2 separate regions of the Mus musculus genome follow, and region 2 is linked to region 1. The links are chromatin contacts, called in public HiChIP or PLAC-seq maps. All regions are on one chromosome and are shown on one strand. Each heading gives the region's core, a stretch centred on a gene start, on an enhancer-like site or on the middle of the called end of the contact. The rest is flanking DNA. Distances are from core to core; before and after follow the strand shown.

What was found. HiChIP or PLAC-seq counts read pairs in DNA pulled down with a chosen protein or histone mark.
Region 2: a contact with region 1 is called in an H3K27ac HiChIP or PLAC-seq map of T-cell acute lymphoblastic leukemia, with 6 times the contacts expected there. The contact joins the enhancer-like site here to the promoter of H1f1 in region 1. A contact is called at or near these places in 1 of 39 promoter capture datasets (cranial neural crest), 1 of 15 datasets of contacts at CTCF or cohesin (large pre-B cells), 2 of 484 Hi-C or Micro-C datasets (B cells and pre-B cells), 5 of 115 datasets of contacts at active chromatin or transcription factors (T-cell acute lymphoblastic leukemia, embryonic stem cells, forebrain and 2 more) and 1 of 9 other capture datasets (macrophages).

The regions. Positions count from the first base shown.
Region 1 is chr13:23,760,285-23,765,918 of GRCm38.p6, forward strand. H1f1 (H1.1 linker histone, cluster member) reads left to right here and starts at 3,384. Exons shown (of 1, transcript NM_030609.3): 1 at 3,384-4,128. The coding sequence starts at 3,433. The coding sequence ends at 4,074. It overlaps H4c1 (H4 clustered histone 1), which reads right to left and starts at 965. Exons shown (of 1, transcript NM_178192.2): 1 at 511-965. The coding sequence starts at 873. The coding sequence ends at 562. H3c1 (H3 clustered histone 1) reads right to left here and starts at 2,102. Exons shown (of 1, transcript NM_013550.5): 1 at 1,601-2,102. The coding sequence starts at 2,069. The coding sequence ends at 1,659.
Region 2 is chr13:24,596,572-24,602,196 of GRCm38.p6, forward strand. It overlaps a transcript of Ripor2 not described here and the pseudogene Gm11346. Among named protein-coding and RNA genes, the nearest start is that of Ripor2, 39 kb to the right of the region's middle. Within about 2 kb of position 3,115, at least 96 of the 459 cell types and tissues checked have an H3K27ac peak or open chromatin away from gene starts, as enhancers often do. A contact at or near this core is called in B cells, T-cell acute lymphoblastic leukemia and pro-B cells, where this site is marked.

The DNA of each region.
Region 1 (5,634 bases), core at 2,134-4,633:
AAATGGAAGCTACTATACTTACACGGCATTAGAGTTCTCAAATACAATGCCATTTATCTTAGTTGTGTAATCACCATGTTAAGACATGAATCCGCTGGGACTCTGCCTGTTCTGAGAAAGAGAAACAAAACAAAACAAAAAACAATTTTTGCCATTGCATTGTTGGCAAAAAGGCCACATCTCAGGGCAAATGGTTGAGAATTATGAGGAATGTTTAGTTCTGCCTTACATGGACTTTACTTGAACCCCGCCCGGACTTACAGACGTTTTTAATGTGGTTAGATGAGAACCATGCTTAACTGCTTTCCTATCCCTCACTCAGGCTTTCCTCAAGGAACAGAGTTTAGCTGCGCACACTTAATAAGGCAGTATTTCTTTTCCAAGAAAATGGTGCAAACTTGACCTTACAATTCTCCAAAGGCACTCAAGGTTTATTTACTCAATTTCTCTATATTCTGAGATGCCCAAGCTGTTAGGTGGTTCAGTATTACAGCGCTTTTTCAGGGAATGTGGGCGGCCCTGAGAAGGGCCTTTGGTTAGAAAATACAAATTAAAAAAGTCTTAGCCGCCGAATCCGTAGAGGGTGCGGCCCTGGCGCTTGAGCGCGTAGACCACGTCCATGGCGGTGACGGTCTTGCGCTTGGCGTGCTCCGTGTAGGTGACGGCGTCGCGGATCACGTTCTCCAGGAACACCTTCAGCACACCGCGGGTCTCCTCGTAGATGAGGCCGGAGATGCGCTTCACTCCCCCGCGCCGGGCCAGGCGGCGGATGGCGGGCTTGGTGATGCCCTGGATGTTATCGCGGAGAACCTTACGGTGGCGCTTAGCGCCGCCTTTGCCCAGGCCTTTTCCTCCCTTGCCGCGACCCGACATGTCTTAGGAAGAATGGAAAATGGAGTCAGAGCTGAGAGTCGGTCCTTTATATAGCTGCTTGGCCTTGATCTCCCACCCCCAACAGAATCACACAAACGAAAACCCGCCCGCCGGACGGTGACGTCATAAACCCCGCCAATAAGACCTGGCGGGAAAGAACCGAAAGCGCCCGGGCGGGAAAGTGACGTCACAAATCCCTCCCATCAACCATGCCCCGAAAGCGCGCCGGCGGGAAAATGACATCACAAACCCCGCCCCTCAGCCAAGACCCGAAAGCGCGCCGGCGGGAAAGCGACATCACTGATCCCTCCTCTCAGCCATGCCGGGAAAGACGCAAAAGCCCGCCGGCGGGAAAGTGACTTCACAAATTCCGCCCCTCAGTCACGACCAGAAAGCGCGCCGGCGGGAAAGTGATGTCACATATCTCGCCCATCAGCCCCGCCCCGAAAGCCGGACGGCGGGAAAAGTGACATCACAGACCCCTCTCTGGATCGGAGCCCTATAAGGACCGAAAGCCTGCGAGTAGGTCACGTCAGAGATCCGACCTGTACACTTTACGCATATTCCACGGGTAAAACCAGACAATCAGTTGACCTATTTTGTACTTGATATCAACTTTGGGCTGTTATAAACTCAAGTTTTGGGGAATATCCACCGTTATAGACACTAGGGAATATATAGGTTCGTTTAAGGATGGAGTAAATTACAGCCATTTTACTTGAAATCGTGTGTGGCTCTGAAAAGAGCCTTTGGTTAATTCCGTAGAACTGTACGGAACTGTACAATTACGCCCTCTCCCCGCGGATGCGGCGGGCCAGTTGGATGTCCTTGGGCATGATGGTGACACGCTTGGCGTGGATGGCGCACAGGTTGGTGTCCTCAAACAGACCCACAAGGTAGGCCTCACAGGCCTCCTGCAGAGCCATGACGGCCGAGCTCTGGAAGCGCAGGTCGGTCTTGAAGTCCTGCGCGATCTCGCGCACCAGGCGCTGGAACGGCAGCTTGCGGATCAGCAGCTCGGTCGACTTCTGGTAGCGCCGGATCTCGCGCAGCGCCACGGTGCCGGGACGGTAGCGGTGAGGCTTCTTCACGCCGCCGGTGGCCGGGGCGCTCTTGCGGGCGGCTTTGGTGGCTAGCTGCTTGCGCGGGGCCTTGCCGCCGGTGGACTTGCGAGCGGTCTGCTTAGTACGAGCCATAGCAAAAACTAGAAAGCAAGCTGGTGAGCACTTGGAGATGGTGAGTTCAGAACTACTATTTATAGTATGCAAAGGATAGTGATTGGATGAAAATACTGGTTATCTGTGACGTTTAAGACTCTGATTGGTTTATGTTTAAGAACTGCAGTTGAGGCTAAGGTAGTCTGCCGCGGTACTTATTTTTGTATGTGTGTGTTTTAAAGTAAATGGAATAAAATTCCAGTGACTGTTATCTTCTACAGCACATCTGCTTCCAAACACATTGCAGCTTGGACTTAGTGGCATTGAAGAATAGAGAACAATCTTGTTATCTTCATTATTGAAATGTAACAATGTGACTTCTACATTGAAGGAGAGTAGGCCAGATTCTACCTTTTGATTGGTTTACTGCCTTTCGTAAATAGCCACTAAAACAGCAGATTTAGAACTCTTCATTTGCGTGGAAAGTCTCCATTTTGTTGCAACCCACACTGTAAAGAAATGGAGAGAAACATGGGAGTAAAAGTACAGACGTCTGACTCGGGTTATTCTGAGCATTTCTTCATTAAATGGCTGTACTTGTATGGATGCTTTGAGTTCTTGCATTTGGAGCTTGAATTTTCAAAATACTTTCACGCATTTTTGGCCAGATATCACTGATACGTTCGAAAACAATTTTTTAACTATAAACTATAGAAATCGTCATACCATGTTAGGATTGCACTTTTAAATTCTTTAAAAAAAAAAATGGGCAAGACTTTCCCAGAGCTATTGTGTACTTGCATATCCTGGGAAAAGTCGTGTCCTGCCTTTTCTCTTTTTATTTGAGCCACTACTGGCTCACAATATGAAATCACTGTCGCAAGCTGACACTCCTTAAAAGAACACTAAGCCTCTTGCATAACTAAAATATAAAGTAACGATACATTGCTCCCATTACTGCCAAGAATCAATACTGAAACCCGCAGAGAAGGCCCACAAGCTGGCTTTCTGGGTTTTAATTGACTAATTTACAGCCACCTTTCACTAGTTGAGCTCCTTTTTGATAGGCATCTACCACTTTCTGATGATAAAACAGGAGAGTACAAGGAGAATCTGCTGTGGTTGAAATTCCACCTCAAGCAGCCAGCCGGAGAAGTTTTGAGGCCGCCTCCTCTACCTGCAAAAACACGAAGCTAGGTCGGTGGAATCGCAAAGGAGTTAGTTTCTGAAATCTTGCAGGCAGACAGGCGCACGGGAGGCGGGGCCTTAGGGTCCAGGGGGCGGGCGTTAGCATTCACCAATCACAGCACAGCACTGCTCTATAAATACTCCGTGCAGGGGCCTTGTCTTTCTACTTCTTTTCTTCGTCTTGGGTATAGCTGTTGTTTATTCATCAGCAACCATGTCGGAGACGGCGCCAGTCGCTCAGGCTGCTTCTACTGCCACGGAGAAACCTGCTGCTGCAAAGAAGACCAAGAAGCCGGCAAAAGCTGCCGCTCCTCGGAAGAAGCCCGCGGGACCTTCGGTGTCGGAGCTCATCGTGCAGGCAGTTTCTTCTTCCAAAGAGCGCAGTGGCGTGTCCTTGGCCGCGCTCAAGAAGTCGCTGGCTGCGGCGGGATACGATGTGGAGAAGAACAACAGCCGCATCAAACTGGGGCTGAAAAGCCTGGTGAATAAAGGCACACTGGTGCAGACCAAGGGCACCGGCGCTGCTGGCTCTTTTAAGCTGAACAAGAAGGCTGAGTCCAAGGCCATCACCACCAAGGTGTCAGTGAAGGCGAAAGCATCCGGGGCTGCTAAGAAACCTAAGAAGACTGCTGGGGCTGCAGCTAAGAAGACTGTCAAGACTCCGAAGAAGCCCAAGAAGCCTGCAGTTTCCAAGAAGACTTCCAAGAGCCCCAAGAAGCCGAAGGTGGTGAAGGCCAAGAAGGTAGCCAAAAGCCCTGCCAAGGCGAAGGCAGTGAAGCCTAAGGCTTCCAAGGCGAAAGTGACAAAGCCAAAGACCCCAGCTAAGCCCAAGAAGGCAGCGCCCAAGAAAAAGTGAACAGTTGGAGGCTTCTTCTATAAATAACCCAACGGCTCTTTTCAGAGCCACCAACATAACTCAAAGAGCCTGACACTTGTTTCACACTATAACAACTGCATTTGGGTACAAGCCTGGTGGGATTTAGGCATTATTAATTTCCCCCAGTAAACTGACAATTTGGGTCAGTCTAGTTTCTAGTTTTATTTCCCTGAGATTCTGGGAAAACAGCCTTGTTAGCCCTGGGAGGCGCTACCCTCTCCAGGTGTGGTGGATAAGCTCTCTATGGTATGGTAGTGCAATGGCCTGGGTGCCTCAACCAGATAAGGTCCTATTTTGCCAATGAGGATGAGAACTCAGGTGCTTGATCAGTAAGAGTGGGCTGCAGCAAGGGTTCACATGCAATAGAGTTTTTTTTGTTTTGTTTTTTTAGGGGGGGGGGGGGGGCCCGAGACCGGTTTCTCAGTGTAGCCCTGACTGTCCTTGAACTCACTCTAGACCAGGCTGGCCTTGAACTAAGAAATCCGCCTGCCTCTGCAGTGCTGGAATTAAAGGCGAACGCCACCACGCCCGGCTGCAATAGAGTTTTTTTAATTCAAGCCCACCAAGACTGTTCCTTACAGGAATGCTAGGTGCTTGGAGGCTTGGTTTTGTGAGGAAGTGGTTATCTCCCATGTACTGCAATGTTCACAGGCAGCTCTTGAAGCCTTTATTGATTTTTGCTAAGTAGCCACTTTTGTCCCTGCATTGATCCTCCTTCCTCCAAAGAGCTAGAGTTAACGCCCCACACCGTGATTTGCTGGGCTCCCTTATTCTGAGCTCAGTTTTTAAATTATTGGGGGTGGGGGGATTGTCTGGAAGTTGAGGGGCAACTTGAAATTGGTTCTCTTCCACTACTTGAGTCCAGGAGACTAGTTAAAGTCATCAGGCTTGGCGGCAAGTTCCTCTTACTCTGAGTGTCTTCTGGCCCTGAATTTAACTTTGTTGTCCTCTTTCAACAAAAAATTAGAAAACCAAGTGTCTGAGGCATTGGCCTGTTATCTCAAGTACACAGGAGGCCAAAGTAGTTTGGATCCTGAATTCAGGCTAGTCTGGGCTATAGAGTCAGAGGCTGTCTTAAACAATTATTTGGTTGGTTGTGGGTGTTTTGTTTTGTTTTTTAAAAAAAAGTTGGGTATTGCTTGTTTTAATGTTTTTTTTTTTTTTTTTAGTTAACTTTTTTTTAGTATTTCACATAAAGTATTGTGCTCATCCATTTGTTAATATGATGCAACAAGTAGGATCTCATACTGCTAACTATAAAGTATATTTTGCATTTACTAAATGACATATTTATTCTAAGAACAGCTCAACTTCCAGAAGTGTCAGTTTCAGCTTCCCCTGCTTAGCGTGTGGGCTCATTCATTTTTATTGAGTCTGAAGGATGTAGAATAATGTCAGTTATTTTTAACTCAGATTTTATATTTGTTGGCTTTATGATTGTTGGCTATTTTAATATTCCTGGGAATAGATTGCTTGTATCATTTGTTTTTTTTCAAAGTGGTCTGTCTTTTTGTTCAATTCTAGGTTTTGTTTGTTTGT
Region 2 (5,625 bases), core at 1,865-4,364, 840 kb after region 1:
AACAGAGAAACCTGTGCCTACTTATGCTATGGACTGATGAAGAGCTGAACAGAGAGGTGATTGGGTAAGAGAAGTCTGATTTACGCTGGGAGCTGGGGTAGCTGAGTGTTGAGTTTCTCTGTGTCTGTAAAAAATAAGAGCATTCAGACTGGAGAGATGGCTCAGTGGTTAAGAGCACTGACTGCTCTTCCAGAGGTCCTGAGTTCAATTCCCAGCAACCACATGGTGGCTCACAGCTACTTGTAATGGGATCTGATGCCCTCTTCTGGTTTGTCTGAAGACAGCTACAGTATATTCCTATAAGTACAATAAGTAGATCTTCCTTATAAATAGAAGAACATTCCTTCTTGTGCAGAGAACGGACTTCTCAGCGGGGGTCTTATGTTGGCTTTGGAGAAGGACAAGGGGAAGGTGAAACCAACCCAGTTCACCTTTGTTGTTGTTGGTTTTATTTTTCAGTACTAAGGGGCTGTAGCTAGAGCTTTCATACAAGCCGGGCAGTCCCTATCACAGGCTATTTTCCCAGCCAGAACTCATCTTCCTCAGACTGAGCTGTTTCTTTAAATGCCACAGTGCCATATTTTGGCATTGCATGAACTGAAACACATCACAGTGGATTCTGTGAGGGCTCCCTTCTTGCCCTCAGCTGCCCTACTTCCTGGTGTATGCTTTAAAGATGGAGCTCTCTGGCATATCCTTGTACAAGGACACTAGTTGCATTAGATCAGGGACCCACCCCACCCCAGCCTTAGGACTTCGTTTACCTTTACTTTCATATTCCAGATATAGCCATAACTAGGGGACTAGAGCTTTCAGTATGACATGGGGAATGGGAAGATGAAGCAATCTAGTCAACCAATGAATGTGCCCAGCACTTCCTTCTATGGTACACCCACATCAACTCTATGACTACTACCGTTCACCTGGGTCATATGTCTTCTTAAAGCTTTCAGGGAGCAGACCTCATGCTCAATTTTTGTCCACTACAATGCTGGAATCCTGTCCAGACCTACTTATAAGGGGCAATTGTTTTTCTTTTTTAATCAATTTACTTATTTTATGTATATGAGTATACTGCAGCTATACAGATGGTTATGAGCCTTCATGTGGTTGTTGGGAATTGAATTTTGGGACCTCTACTTGCTCTGGTCAGTCCTGCTTAGCCCCGTTCACTCCAGTCGACTCTGACCGCTCAGGCCCAAAAATTTATTGATTATTATATATGAGTTCACTGTAGCTGTCTTCAGACACACCAGAAGAGGGTGTCAGATCTCATTACCGATGGTTGTGAACCACCATGTGGTTGCTGGGATTTGAACTCAGGATCTTCGGATGAGCAATCAGTGCTCTTACCCTTTGAGCCATCTTGCCAGCCATGTTTTTTGTTTGTTTATTTGGATTTTGGTTTTGGATTGTTGTTGTTGTTTTGGGTTTTTGGGTTTTTTTTTTTTTTTTTTTACAGGTCCTATCTTTATTCACTTCTTCCTAAAATAAGTAAGGTAACACTCACTTTAGGGAAGAGACAGAGAACCAACCACAAAATCAAATGACATTTGTTTCCAAAATGTAATTGCCACACTGCAGAATGTATCTCTCTTGCTGTCATGGTCCTGGATGTTCCACACTTAGCTGTTGCTTCTCACAGGACTGCTGGGGCTTCACTTAATGGTTAACAGAGTCTCAGTCTCAACTGTAACAAACAGAGTAAAGAGAAAGGAGCCGCACTGGCGACTACTAATGTCTTCTAGCATGGCTGATGCTCTCTTCCCTGTGCACCCTATGTGTGAGCTTCAGAGTGGTCAAGGATCAGGGACTGAAGGTACCTTTCAACAACAGATACATCTTGTTCTTGAGTTTCCATGGTAACTCTGCCCTGTACCTTCGAGATTTCCTTCTCTACATTTGTTTGCTGACTGCCAAAAAGGGGTCTGCGATGTTTACTCAAGTCGTTGGCTTTCTTCAAAAATGTGTCAGACATATCTTCAGTATTTTCAAGCTTGGTTTCATGATCTGCTATACCTGTCTGTAAAATCTTCATTTGCTGCTGTTATAAAACCGAGGTGTTCTTCTTGGCCCCTTGTGCTGCCCACCTCATCTAGACACTTCTGGTATAGGGACCCATACCTTTCACAGTACACAGACTCAAGCTCCTGCCTTGACTTCTGCTGAGCTTTCAGAATACCCTGGAGGCTTTCATTCAGGTTTCTGAAAGAGGCATTTACATCCTTTTCAAACTGCTTCCTCTTTTCCATAAGAAACTAAGTAGCATCACCTTAGAAATCCTGCATCCTCTTCTGAACAGGCTCGGGGCCTCTTGCACATCTGAATCTGAGCAATGACTGCCCATCTCACTGGTACCAACTACTGGATTGTCCGCAGGGTTGACTGCATCTCGGTTCTTGGAGTCTTCTGATGGAGGGTCTTATCTACCCTCGGGCACTTGGCACTTTACTTCATGGCCTTCTGTTCCTTGCTTGACATGGCTGGAACCTTCCTGGGTCAGACAGAACTCCATTCAGGGTGGGCACGGCTATTTGGGGCAATTGTAAAAATTAAAGAAATAGTGTGAGCTCTTTTGTTAAAATAACCATGATTGAAAATTAAATTCTACAAATGTAGAAATGAATAAATAAGATTTAAAACGATGCTACATAATGTCTGATACCCATCAGTCTCCACTTACTACACTGGAACCTAAAAACCAAGAGATGGATATTCCTGTTTCTCACACAAAAGTGCGCCTTCATTAGCATTAATATTGTATTGTAAAGTGCAATGGTAGAGACACCATCAAGTGGTGAGCTACTGTACACCCAGTACAGTAACCCTACCCAGATTTGTGTTCAGCAAGGCTAGGTTTCTTTGAAATTAATAGAGAAAGTATGCATGCTATAGACATTAGTACACACTGCAAATCAGGGCCCCTGGTCAGAACTCCTCTTTAGTCTCCATCAGCATGTCACTCTGAGTACTGTCATCAGAATCCAGGGCTGGGTGCCCAGTGAATGTTGAAAGGATGGTGGGGAGAAAAGAATAATGCAGGGTTGAAGAGGCTGAGAGCGACAACAGGAGGATGCTGGAAGGGTGGGGCATCACTCCTGCCCGCACCTTTCCGACCACACAGCCTGCAGCCTCAGCTGTGCTGTTTCCTCTGCGGTAGCTTTCTCATGTTGGCTCCTGCACATTGTGCAAAAGAGCACAATGTGGTCCAGCGACTGTGTGCTTCCTATTTCTGAACTCTGTTGCTTCATCGCATTTCAAAAGAGGTGTAAATTTTACAATCCGGTTCATTCCATTAGAGATAGCGATGTGGCAATGCTCACTGCAGAATCTGTATTTACCATACACAACTATTTACTACTAGATCCAGAGGAAGGTAGGCAGGGCGGGGTCGCTCTGTGGCAAGGTGGCCTTCACCACAAGTTCCGTTCCCATGTGCCCTCTTTCCAGTGCTGTGCAGAAAAGAGAACTAGATTGTGCCCTCCAAAATGGCTACTGTGCATAGAAGACCAGTGGAAATTATGCTCAGAAATTGCCAAAGCCAATGCTGGAAATAGCTACCACCAAAATATTGTATGAGTGCTTATGGGCAGTATTTCCTCAGAGCATTTGTAATGTATATATATGTTTGTCTATTAAGCATTTTACAGTTTTCAGGGCTAGGAATGTGGCTCGGTGGTAGAATACTCACCTACAATGCATAAAGCTCTAGTTTTTATCCCCATCATTGAAAAAAATGTATGTATGTATGTGTGTGTGTGTGTGTGTATATATATATATATACACATATATATACATATATACACATATATATATATACATATATACACACACATATATATACATATATATATACATACATATATATACATACATATATGTACATGTAGGCATATGTGTATATTAAACAGTTTTTGTTCTTGTTGTTTTCTTTTTATTTTTAAGGAGATTTTGTTATGTAGCCCAGGCTAGCCTAAAAACTCACTGTGTAGCCCAGGCTGTCCTTGAACACATGACAATCCTCCTGCTTCAGCCTTCTGAGTGTTGGGATTATAGACATGAGCCACTATAAGCAGCCAAAATAGATTTTGAAACAGGGTCTCACTGTGTAGCCCAGGACAGCCTCAAATTCAAGATTCACTTACCACAGTCTGCCAGCTGGTGGAATTGCAGGTTTGTGCTATCACACTTGGCTAGTTCCCTTTTGTTACATCAAAATGGGGGAATAACTAGGAAAATCAAAAATGAGGCTGAATCCCCAAACAACAGCAAAGGGTGGAAAGAAAATGGTAGAGAAAAGTGTATTATCACTACAAACATGTTTAGAATTCTTTAGTAAGCTGCTTTCAGTGGCACCCTTTCCTGGGAGAAATATCTTTGTCAATAAAATTGGAGGTTCCTAGTCCCATGTTTGGCAGACAAAATCATGTCAACTCATGCGCTGGATGACTGATTAGAAGAGAACATGTCTGTTCAGCCCTCTTGCACCAGGACTTGGGGTGGCACAATGTATGTCCTCTGTATCCTATATGCATGCTTTGATTCTTAGATAGATAGATAGATAGATAGATAGATAGATAGATAGATAGATAAAATACTTGTGAGACTGGAGAACTGTTCCCATGGTTAAACACTTGCCAGCAAATTCTGTGTGTGAGAATGGGAGTTCAGATCCCCAGAAACCCATGTAAATGCCATGTGGGTGTGGTGGCCTGACTGTGATTTCAGCCTCAGAAGGTAGAGACGGGAGAGTCCCAGAGGAACCTGGCTCCCAACAGTAGACGTATCCACAAGCTCTGGGTTTCCCTGCGAGCCTGGGTTTGACTGAAAGACCTTTCCCCAGTGAGTAAAGTGGAGGAGCCAACAAGGATGATTCCCTACACCACTCTCTGCTCTCCACATGCACACACACATACATCCGTACACATGGTACCTCCCCCATGCTAACACACATATACACATGTGCATGCATCACAAACATACACACACAAACACACACTGGAGAAAGAAATATACTTGAAATGCAAACTGCATCTGCACTGAACATGGGCAGTCGTTTCTTGTTACTTTTCCCCAAAGCAACATGGCATCCACATAGCATTTTCGTTACTCAGTGTTATAAGTGACTTAGGGATGGTTACACGGTAGAGAAGTTGGTGCTGGTTATATGTGATTAATATATAGAAGCCATGAGCACTCATGGGTTTTGGTTTCCCAGAGATCCAGGATCCAGTTACTATGGACACTGAGGATGACTAATCAGAAGTACATCTTTCCACTGGGACTCTCTGGGTCAAGCCCTGTAGTGATGGACCTTTCACACAAGGTTGGACAGTGTAATCAAGTTTCCTACATGTAAAGAATGTTACCAACCATCCTGACCTATGCTTTGGTAGCCACTGCTCTCTTAGATGTCATCCCTCCTTGACGTGACCCTCCTACGTATCTGGTGATCCTCAGAGAATGTCTGGGAACTGATGGCTTGTTCATCTGGAAAACGTCCAAAATATCTGTGAAGACTGACTGGCATCAGGCCTCCAGGGAGCGTCTCAAATAGTCTTTGTCTTATAGGCCTCACACTAGAGTGGGTAGACTGCCTTATGAACTGAGAGACCAGACCTGGAC